Linked DNA regions of Mus musculus: regions 1 and 2 are each linked to region 3. A link is a contact called in public HiChIP or PLAC-seq data. All regions are on one chromosome and are shown on one strand. Each heading gives the region's core, a stretch centred on a gene start, on an enhancer-like site or on the middle of the called end of the contact. The rest is flanking DNA. Distances are from core to core; before and after follow the strand shown.

Region 1 (3,081 bases), core at 165-2,664, 560 kb before region 3:
GAGGGCCTAACCCGTTGTGGGTGGTGATGGTCAAGGTTCTATAAGAAATCAGACTGGCCAAGCTATGAAGAGCAAGTCAAAAAGTAACACTCCTCCACGGCCTCTGCATCAAGTCCTGCCTCCAGGTTCCTGCTTGCTTTAGTTTCTGTCCTGACTTGATAATGAACTCAGGGTTAGACTTCCTTCGATGATGTAGAAGTGTAAGCCAGAGTAACCCAGAACTGCATTTGGGCATGATGCCTCATCACAGCAATAGTGACACTACAGAGGACAGAAGTTGGTACCAGGAGTTGGGGCTTAGAGTAACAGAAAGTATAGAATGAACTATATATACGTGTGTGTGTGTGTGTGTGTGTGTGTGTGTGTGTGTGTGTGTGTGTGTGTATGTATGTATGTGTATATATATATAGGAGGTCCTGAATCCAACAGTTGATCAGTCTACAAAGCTGGATATACTGGATATATCAGCTCTCAGATATACATATCTGAGAGATGGTCTGCAGTATGCACCAGAATAACCGAAGATGTCAGTGAAGGAAATGACTTGCCATCGAGAGAAAGCAGGCAAACAGCCTAGGTACATGGTCTCTCCACCCATGGAGTATTGTGTGTGGAAAGGGAGTCTGCTGGGTGTGGTAGTGCACACCTGTGGTCCCAGTACTCAGGAGGCAGAAGCAGGAGGCTCAGGAGTTCAAGGCTCTCTAAAGCTATGTAATGAGTTTGACCCTTAGGCTAGCCTGAAATACTCGAGATCCTATCTCAGAAAAACAAACAAAACAAAAACAAAAAGGAGGGGGGGGGGGGCTCTAGCCTCTGCTGCAGCACAGATGGACATCGTAAATGTACCTCAGTCCCTGTGCTTCCCCCCAAGAAGGGTTACATTTCCACGTGGACCGAATTGCACACTAACCCTCCAAATGTGAAGCCAAGTTACTAATAGCACCAGAAATCTTTAAAACTGAGACGTTAGGGTGAAATGCAGTGTGACTCACTGGTGGCTGACCTTTCAGCGACTTGACTCACTGTAAGTTGGTAGAAGTTGAGGAGGGCGTGGTCTCCTGGTATGTTTCTCTGTGTTTTTATACTTTTGTCCCAAATGTCACATATTGTCTCTGGGACCCACGTGTACTTTGTGGGGGAGGGTCTCTTCCTATTAGTTCCCAAATATTCTGGGGCCTGGAACTCTCCTGGTCCCAGCCCCATCCTCACCCTCCTGAGTTAAGGCTTTTTTCACTCTGATGGGCTAAGGCTGACTCACTGCCTTGGTGTGCCTAGGGCTTCTGCCCCTCCCTCCAGGATCTCTCATGTCAGCTCCCTGGGATGGGCCACCTACTGCCAGTCACCCCTGTTGATACTCCACTCCCTGGAGAGGCTCATCAGGTGGCAGCTGTCTGCAAAGATTTACCCTCCCTCATTCACTGTTTGCTCTGGCACACTGGGCCTTCTTTCCCAATCTGATCCGGTTTTTCAAGTTTAGGGTCCACCTGGGCTGTGGCCTAAGAGCTCTAGGTCCCCAGGGTATGGGTGGATTTGGCCCTGGCAGAGGCTGGTTAAAAGCCTCTTCCTGGGGCTAGAGAGACAGCTCAGTGGTTAAGAGTGCATGCTGTTGTTACAGAAGACCCAAGTTTGGTTGGGTGGCACCCATGTCAGCAGCAAACAGCTGCCTATAACTCTCCTTAAGGGGATCTGACGACCTCTTCTGGCCTCCAAGAGTACCTACACTCATGTGCACAAACACCATAAATAAAAATAAAAACCGTAAGGTGGTGATGGCACACACCTTTAATCCCTGAACTTGGGAAGCCTAGGCAGGCGGATCTCCAAGTTCGAAGCCAGCCTCTATAAAGCGAGCTCCAGGACAGGCTGGGCTTTTACACAAAGAAACACTGTCTCAAAAAAAACAAAAATAAATAAGTTAATTAATTAATATCTTTTTTTAAATAAAATGAAGTAAGGCTTTTCTGTCAGCACAGTACACCTGGGAGGATCTTCCAAGAGAAGGAGAAGGTGGGAGGCCATGGAGCCCGCCACGAGGGCCCAACCTCTCCTCGGCACCTGCTGGCCAGTGAACAAGTCAGTGCCCCTGGCCAGAGGTCCCCTCATCTGCAGAGGGGGTGCTCAGGGTGGGTAGGTGTACCAGTCTTCTCCTGCATGCTGTGGCCATGGCCCCCCAGGGGTTTAGTACTTGCGGCTGTGCACGCCCAAGCTCCGCTGCACATGTCTTCCTGCAGCTGCTTGTAAAATGCAGTTTAAAACTTCATCATGTGGGCTGATCCTGCGCAGCACCAGCTTGCAGCCAGCCCAGAACTCCACGTGCGTGCACTCACACACAGACACATACACACCCTGTTCTGTGCCTTTGTCTCAGTGTGCTCCCCTCCCCCCATCTCCCCGTATATACCCATAAGGTCTGGGGACAGGCTACGCAGCGGGGGCTCTGAGTTGAGCCACACACTGTGCTCTGTGTCTGAGGGTTGACACAGCCCATGTGGAATGGTAACTGTTGTCCTGTGGGGTCTGACACCCATCACCTGAACAAAAATCTGTGAGAAACTTGGTACACCCTTGGGCATCACTGCCTGATTATACCAGTTTCTACTCTTCTTGAGTTGGCATGTGCTGCTTTTGTGGGTAGGGGAATGTTTTCTGTTCAGTCTTGACATTGACTTATAATTCTGGGCCTAAAGAATGTGGTCAGAGAGCACCAACCTATAGAGAGACTTCTAGCTAAGTGCATAGTTTGTCTGGTCGCTGCTGCCCCATCCCTCCTCTTGTAGACCCTGTAGCCTTCTGAGAGTTGGTTGTATGGCATTGTCCTCAGAAAGGAAGAGTGGATGTACTACAAAGCTGAGAGAGTAGTGCAGTGCTGCCAAGGACTCCAGTGGGTTCCCCTGCCCAGGCCAGAGTTTGAGCCCACTGTGGTCACCTGCTTTCCACTTGGGTAAAATTATAGTCCGTTCCCAGGTGTCTATGGGGCATTGAGAGCCAGAAGGTGGATCCAAGACCCTCTGAGTCATGGGAGTGTGGTCAAACAAAGCCCAGCGAGCTTCCTTGGGTACCTCCTTGTCACGGAGCAGCGGG
Region 2 (2,780 bases), core at 214-2,713, 580 kb before region 3:
TCTCTTTTGTTCTGTTCTTTATCTTTTGTTTTTAAGGTTTTGTTGTTGTTGTTGTTGTTGTTGTTTGTTTTTGTTTTTTGTTTTTGTTTTTGTTTTTGAGATAGGGTTTCTTTGTGTAGCCCTGGGTGCCCTGAAACTTTGGCCTTGAACTTAGAGCTGACCTGCTCTGCCTCGAGAGCGCCCTTAGCACCCAGCTTGTTTATTTTTTGCAAGGTCAAAAGTGCAGCTTCTGCTTTTCTCCTTGGTGCTCCTTGGTGTTGATAAGGAAGGCATCCCTTCCTTGGTCAGCAAACCCTTCCAGCTGACTGCTTCTGCTTAGCACCTTCCTCACACCGCTCCAGGCACGAGCTTGTTCTCTTATGAGGAGCCAGTCTAGAGCTGGTGGGCAGGGAGTGTACTCACCCAGGAGGGGCTGGGTGAAGTGGGGCAGGAAGAGCCACCAGGGCAGTATGGCTTACTATGTCAGAATGGCTTCTAAATGAACCCTAGAATAATGAGTTGGACTGAGCTCAGAGATCCCGACATAAGCAGATGTGGGGGTACACCTGTATGTGCACACACCCCAAATGGATTCCCACTTTGTGAGCCACTGGGTTTCCTTATAAGGTAGCTGGAAGCCAAGTGACTCAAAGAAAAGTCAGGACACTGGCCAGGAGCCTGGAAATAAGCCTGCTCCTTCAGAGCAGGCCCACTTTTCCAGCCAGGGCAGGTGTCTCTTTGCAGACCTGGAAAGAAACTGGTCCTCTATGGCCAGGAGAGGCCTCCCTCAGAGTGTCAGCCCAATGGCATTCATGCTGCCGCCACTGCCTTCAGGCCAAGACAGCAGACACAGTACATCCCAGGCTAACTGGCTGCTCTTGAGCAGGTGGAGGCTGTGGCCATGCCTAGGTGTCCTGGCTGGCACTTCAACACCCACATTGCCCAGATAACTCCCTCTTGCATTCCTCCTGTATGAGCTCAACTGCATTGAGGAAGTGAAACCTTACAGTTGCCCTCTGCATCACAGGAGGCATGGCAGGTGCCTCAGCGGTCTGTCTCACTTGGCCTTGAGTGGTTTCTGGTATATTCTCCTGTCATTCAGGATGTTAATGAAGCTCAGAGGACTGATCTAAGCTAAGCCTCCTTTTCCTCCCAGGATCCTCAGGGGCATTCCTAGAGCCAAACTCGTGGGTCTACTCCTAGACTCAGTTTCTTCAGCATTTTGCCATGTAACACCCCTGTCTGCTTCCCAGGTACTCTTTGGATTGCACAGTTCAGATAGATTCCCTAACACAATATACATCCACCTCAATTTCCTGTCCCCTGTGTCTGCCTCTCCTGTCTCTCCAGTCAGGTCCCAACTGTCCTCAGACACTGCCTGGTATACAAAGGAATTGGGTCCTGACGGGAACCTCCTTCCTTCCCTTCATAATCAGCAGGGAGGTTCCTCTTAACTTCCTGTTTGACCCTTGACTAGAGTCTCTACAGCCTGGGGCCTTTTTAATGCTTCCAGCTTGGCTCTACTCAGACGCTCCCTCCCAGTTTCCTATCCTGTCTGAGGGACATTACTACACTCACTCACTTCCTCTCCTGTTTGCTCCTGGAGCCCCTTCAGGGCTGCTTGCTTGGCCGGGGGCATTTACACTGCTCTGGCCTACCTGCCTCCTTTTTTAGTCACAACTGGTCCTTCCTGCCCTCCTGTCTCCAGCTTTGTTGGAGCCCTTCTGCCTCCCCTCCCTAGTTGCTGGTTGTGGGATGGGACCTGGAGATTGGTTGGTTGCTGAGTGTCCCTTCCATGTGTGGTCTCTGGGCTAGCATGAAGAGATAACCAGGAAGACAGTGCCCCCGGCCCTGTAGATTTGGCTGAGAAGTGTTGCTGCGTGAGGTTCCTGTGTTCTGGGAGCCTTCGTGGAGTGACGGGTCAGCAAGCCAGGCCCACATGTGAAAGGGATGAGTGAATGGTAGCTTAGAGCTGGAGTCTTCATTCCCAGGAATGAGGGAGGGTCTTCATGTCTCATGCTGATGGTATCCTGCCATACTTAAGGGCAGGCCAATATAGAATGTATCCACCCGTGGGTTTTCCAGAGCCAGGCCCCATTGTGGACACTGGCCCTGGTGCCTTTAAATGTCCCTCTTATCTGTTGTGTTGGCTCTTCAATGAGGCCACCAGTTGGACAGAGTTGGTATAGAGCCTGGTGGCTTCCGTTTCCATCATCCTCAAAGAGTTGGGCTCCTTGTACGGCACTGTCCCCCATGGCTTAGGATGTGGTCTGGTCAGGTTTTCTTTCAAAGTTCCTCCTGGGGTCTTCCCTGACTGGCGTAGGCTGTTGACAGTGTGGGTATTCTGCTAGTAGGATTCTCATTTGGCTGCTGTTTGTGTGTGCCTGTTTTTATGCCATGTAATTAAAACATTTATTTGGCCTTCGCAGTGAAAATCTAATTTCTTGAGTCTAAGAACTGCCGATATTGGCACAGGGACTGCAGTCCGTCGTGTAAACAGATCCGGAGCCTGTTGGATTGTTCATAGCATGGTATTTGTAAATCAGGCTGTGCACTGCTGTAATCAGAGCTGATGTTGGTAATTGGTGTGTTGAGTTAGGGTGGTGGTGTGGGGGGCGTCGCTGAGCATTTGTGTGTGGCCGACGGGTGGCCTCCCACGGCTGACTCAGCCCCGCCAGCCTGGTGCCTCAGAAGCCATGGCTGTGAGTGCTGCCTGTGCCATGCGGCCCTGCGAGGACCCTTGTTGCTGTGCAGACAGCCCTCTACAGAAGGCTCCTGTCCACACCTGGGTGCAGTGCTCA
Region 3 (2,836 bases), core at 278-2,777:
TGACCCTCATCCCTCTGCTGGGGGTCCACGAGGTGGTCTTTGCCTTTGTGACTGACGAGCATGCCCAAGGCACCCTGCGCTCCACCAAGCTCTTTTTTGACCTGTTCCTCAGCTCCTTCCAGGTGAGTCTCCATCATACCCCACCCCTGGGACCCAGAGTGCTGTCCTTGACCACTCTCTTTCTCCAGGGTCTGCTGGTGGCTGTTCTCTACTGTTTCCTCAACAAGGAGGTAGGTGAAGCTGGGAACACAATCAGAGCTGGCCCTGAGGGTGGCCTTGCCCTGGTATGACCATATCTCCATCCCCATTATTAAGGTTGCATGTGTTGGATGTCAGGTCCCCCTAGGTCCTCAGGGAATTCAGTGTATGAGGTGGTCCTTGCCTTTCCTGGTGACAAATGGCCCCGCTGAACCCAAGGTGAAACTTGCCTTGCTCTGGGTCTGCTTAGATTAAGGCTGGGCACCTCAGAGAGGCCCAGACAAGATCCTAATGAGGTGCGTTGGCAGAGTAGCCCTACCCCTGGCTCCTCTAGGTGCAGGCAGAGCTGATGCGGCGTTGGAGGCAATGGCAAGAAGGCAAAGCTCTTCAGGAGGAAAGGTTGGCCAGCAGCCATGGCAGCCACATGGCCCCAGCAGGGCCTTGTCATGGTGATCCCTGTGAGAAACTTCAGCTTATGAGTGCAGGCAGCAGCAGTGGGACTGGCTGTGTGCCCTCTATGGAGACCTCGCTGGCCAGTAGTCTCCCAAGGTTGGCTGACAGCCCCACCTGAATCTCCACTGGAGCCTAGCCAGGCTGCGTTCAGAAAGGGCCTCAGAGGACAACCCAGAGCCAGATGCCCGGCCAAGGCTGAAGAGACAAAGCAGCAAGACAGCAGCTTGTACTGTGCACACTCCCCTAACCTGTCCTAGCCTGGCACAGGCCACAGTGACAGAGTAGGGGTTGGATATGATGGAGAAGCCATGTTATCTATGAACTCTGAGTGTTCCCATGTGTGTTGACATGGTCCCTGTACCCAGATATGTCCTTCAGTAAAAAGCTCGAGTGGGAGCTGCTGCACAGCTCGTGGACAGCAGGCTTGAAGCCCCCAGGGACGGGGTTTGGGAGGCCGGGGATGAGCAGCACACTCAGCAGGTGGAGCGCTAGTGCAACCCAGGAAAGAACTGTCTCTAACGTGGTGCTCTGGGGTAGGAGCCCACTTCCTCCAGGATCACCCTGAACCTAAGCTGTTTGAGGAAGTCTGCCTAATACAGGCTCTCGACTCAGCCATGTAAGCCAGAGCCTTACTGAGCAGAGACAAGTCCAGAATGGGACACACGAAGGGCTGTGGCCAACCTCTAGGGTGGTCCCTTTGGCTGTTGCTGTGATGCCTGCCTAGTGGAGTGTGGAGATAGGGTGGGGGTGGGGAGACTCAACCAGCTACCTCTGTTCCAGTTGCTGGTAGGAAACCTGGGGGAGGGGTGTACACAGCCAGCATCAGGCCACGTGGGCTGTAGCTGCTCAGGCAGAGCCAGGCTAATTGAAGCAAATGAAGGGACAGGAGGCCACTCGGGAAAGGTAAACAGAATGACTCACCTGCCAGGCCAACCACTGGGGCCTGAAGGGGCCTTAGCCTGCCACCCTCCCAATGCCTGGGCGTAGCAGGGAGGGACTTGAGGAGCACGGTGGGCGTAACCCCGATGCCCCATGGGTGTCTGGATTACTAGGACTGCCAGGAAACAAAGGGGCTGGAAGCCTGCAAAGTTGGCTGCATCTGCTGGCGACCACGGTTCTTGACTTTGCAGCCTTAGGCAGATCATCCCAGACCTCCACGTGCCAGGCCCCAGATCCTGATTCTACTCTGAGCCTTGGACACCTAGGTGCCTGCTGTGGGCACAAAGCCACTCCAAGCCAGCACCAGAGTACATACATTCTCCTTCACGCCAGCTGAGCTCAGGGTTGGTGACTGCCTTGGGGGTTGCAGCTCACTTGGGGCCTCCTGACAGCCCTCCCCATCCTGAGTCTCTCTGCCCTTGTCCTCCTTCACCCTGTCCCCATCTCTGTCCCCAAGGGAACTGGTGCAGGCTGGTTCAGGCAGGGAAAGAGGTGGGAGCCAGGTAGGTTCACCTAGCCAATGAATATGAACTATGACAGACAGCTCCACAGTGGTGGGGGGAGTCTCCAGCTCAGCCCAGGCATGCAGCATCCTTTTTATTTCTGGAGACCCTTTCCCTCCTCCATGGTACTGTCCCCTCCTTCAGTCCTGCCTATCAGTCCCCTTCTCCCCAGAGGAATAGCGGGTGCTACCAGCACAGTGTGTGAGTGTGCACAGGTACCTTGGAGGGAGGGACACAGGAGTGTGACTATGAAGGAGGTGTGACCCTGCTGTGTATGCTGACAGGTGGGGCAGGTATATAAATGCTCAACGTTCCAGAGGGATGTGAGTGATGGAGCTGTGCTAGGAGGAAGATCACTTGCACGTGTTTCCCTAGAGTCTGGTGTGTAGATATTCCTACTATTAAATGACGGCGGAGACCGAGGACACAAAAACAAAACAACAAAAGACACTGACCACTGAGGGTCAGACTTGGGAGAGTTGAGCTGTGGACTAGAGGAGGGGACCTTGGGCCACAAGGCTCCAGAGTCTCCTGGAGAGGGTGAAAATGCACAGGTGGGTGGGGCTCAGGCTCTAGGATTAGTATACAGGAACCAGATGTGGTCATTCCAGTACTTGCCAGGTGAAGGCAGGAGGAGAAACTCACGCCTGTAACTACAGAATACAGCAAGTCAAAGACTAGCCTGGGCTAAAGGGACCTGCTGTAGTCACGGTGCACACCTTTAATCCCAGAACTTAGGAGGC

Evidence for each region. HiChIP or PLAC-seq counts read pairs in DNA pulled down with a chosen protein or histone mark.
Region 1: a contact with region 3 is called in an HNF4G HiChIP or PLAC-seq map of pancreatic cancer cells. The contact joins two enhancer-like sites. A contact is called at or near these places in 1 of 115 datasets of contacts at active chromatin or transcription factors (pancreatic cancer cells) and 1 of 9 other capture datasets (pancreatic islet).
Region 2: a FOXA1 HiChIP or PLAC-seq map of pancreatic cancer cells shows a contact between it and region 3. The contact joins two enhancer-like sites. A contact is called at or near these places in 1 of 39 promoter capture datasets (cranial neural crest) and 1 of 115 datasets of contacts at active chromatin or transcription factors (pancreatic cancer cells).

Annotation. Positions count from the first base shown.
Region 1 is chr11:119,974,942-119,978,022 of GRCm38.p6, forward strand. All of the region lies in intron 3 of Baiap2 (brain-specific angiogenesis inhibitor 1-associated protein 2), which reads left to right. Among named protein-coding and RNA genes, the nearest start is that of Gm11767, 33 kb to the left of the region's middle. Within about 2 kb of position 1,415, at least 111 of the 459 cell types and tissues checked have an H3K27ac peak or open chromatin away from gene starts, as enhancers often do. A contact at or near this core is called in pancreatic cancer cells, where this site is marked.
Region 2 is chr11:119,954,193-119,956,972 of GRCm38.p6, forward strand. All of the region lies in intron 1 of Baiap2 (brain-specific angiogenesis inhibitor 1-associated protein 2), which reads left to right. Among named protein-coding and RNA genes, the nearest start is that of Gm11767, 12 kb to the left of the region's middle. Within about 2 kb of position 1,464, at least 135 of the 459 cell types and tissues checked have an H3K27ac peak or open chromatin away from gene starts, as enhancers often do. A contact at or near this core is called in pancreatic cancer cells, where this site is marked.
Region 3 is chr11:120,537,929-120,540,764 of GRCm38.p6, forward strand. It overlaps Gcgr (glucagon receptor), which reads left to right. Exons shown (of 14, transcript NM_008101.2): 12 at 1-122; 13 at 189-230; 14 at 533-1,056. The coding sequence ends at 769. Among named protein-coding and RNA genes, the nearest start is that of Gcgr, 8.6 kb to the left of the region's middle. Within about 2 kb of position 1,528, at least 119 of the 459 cell types and tissues checked have an H3K27ac peak or open chromatin away from gene starts, as enhancers often do. A contact at or near this core is called in pancreatic cancer cells, where this site is marked.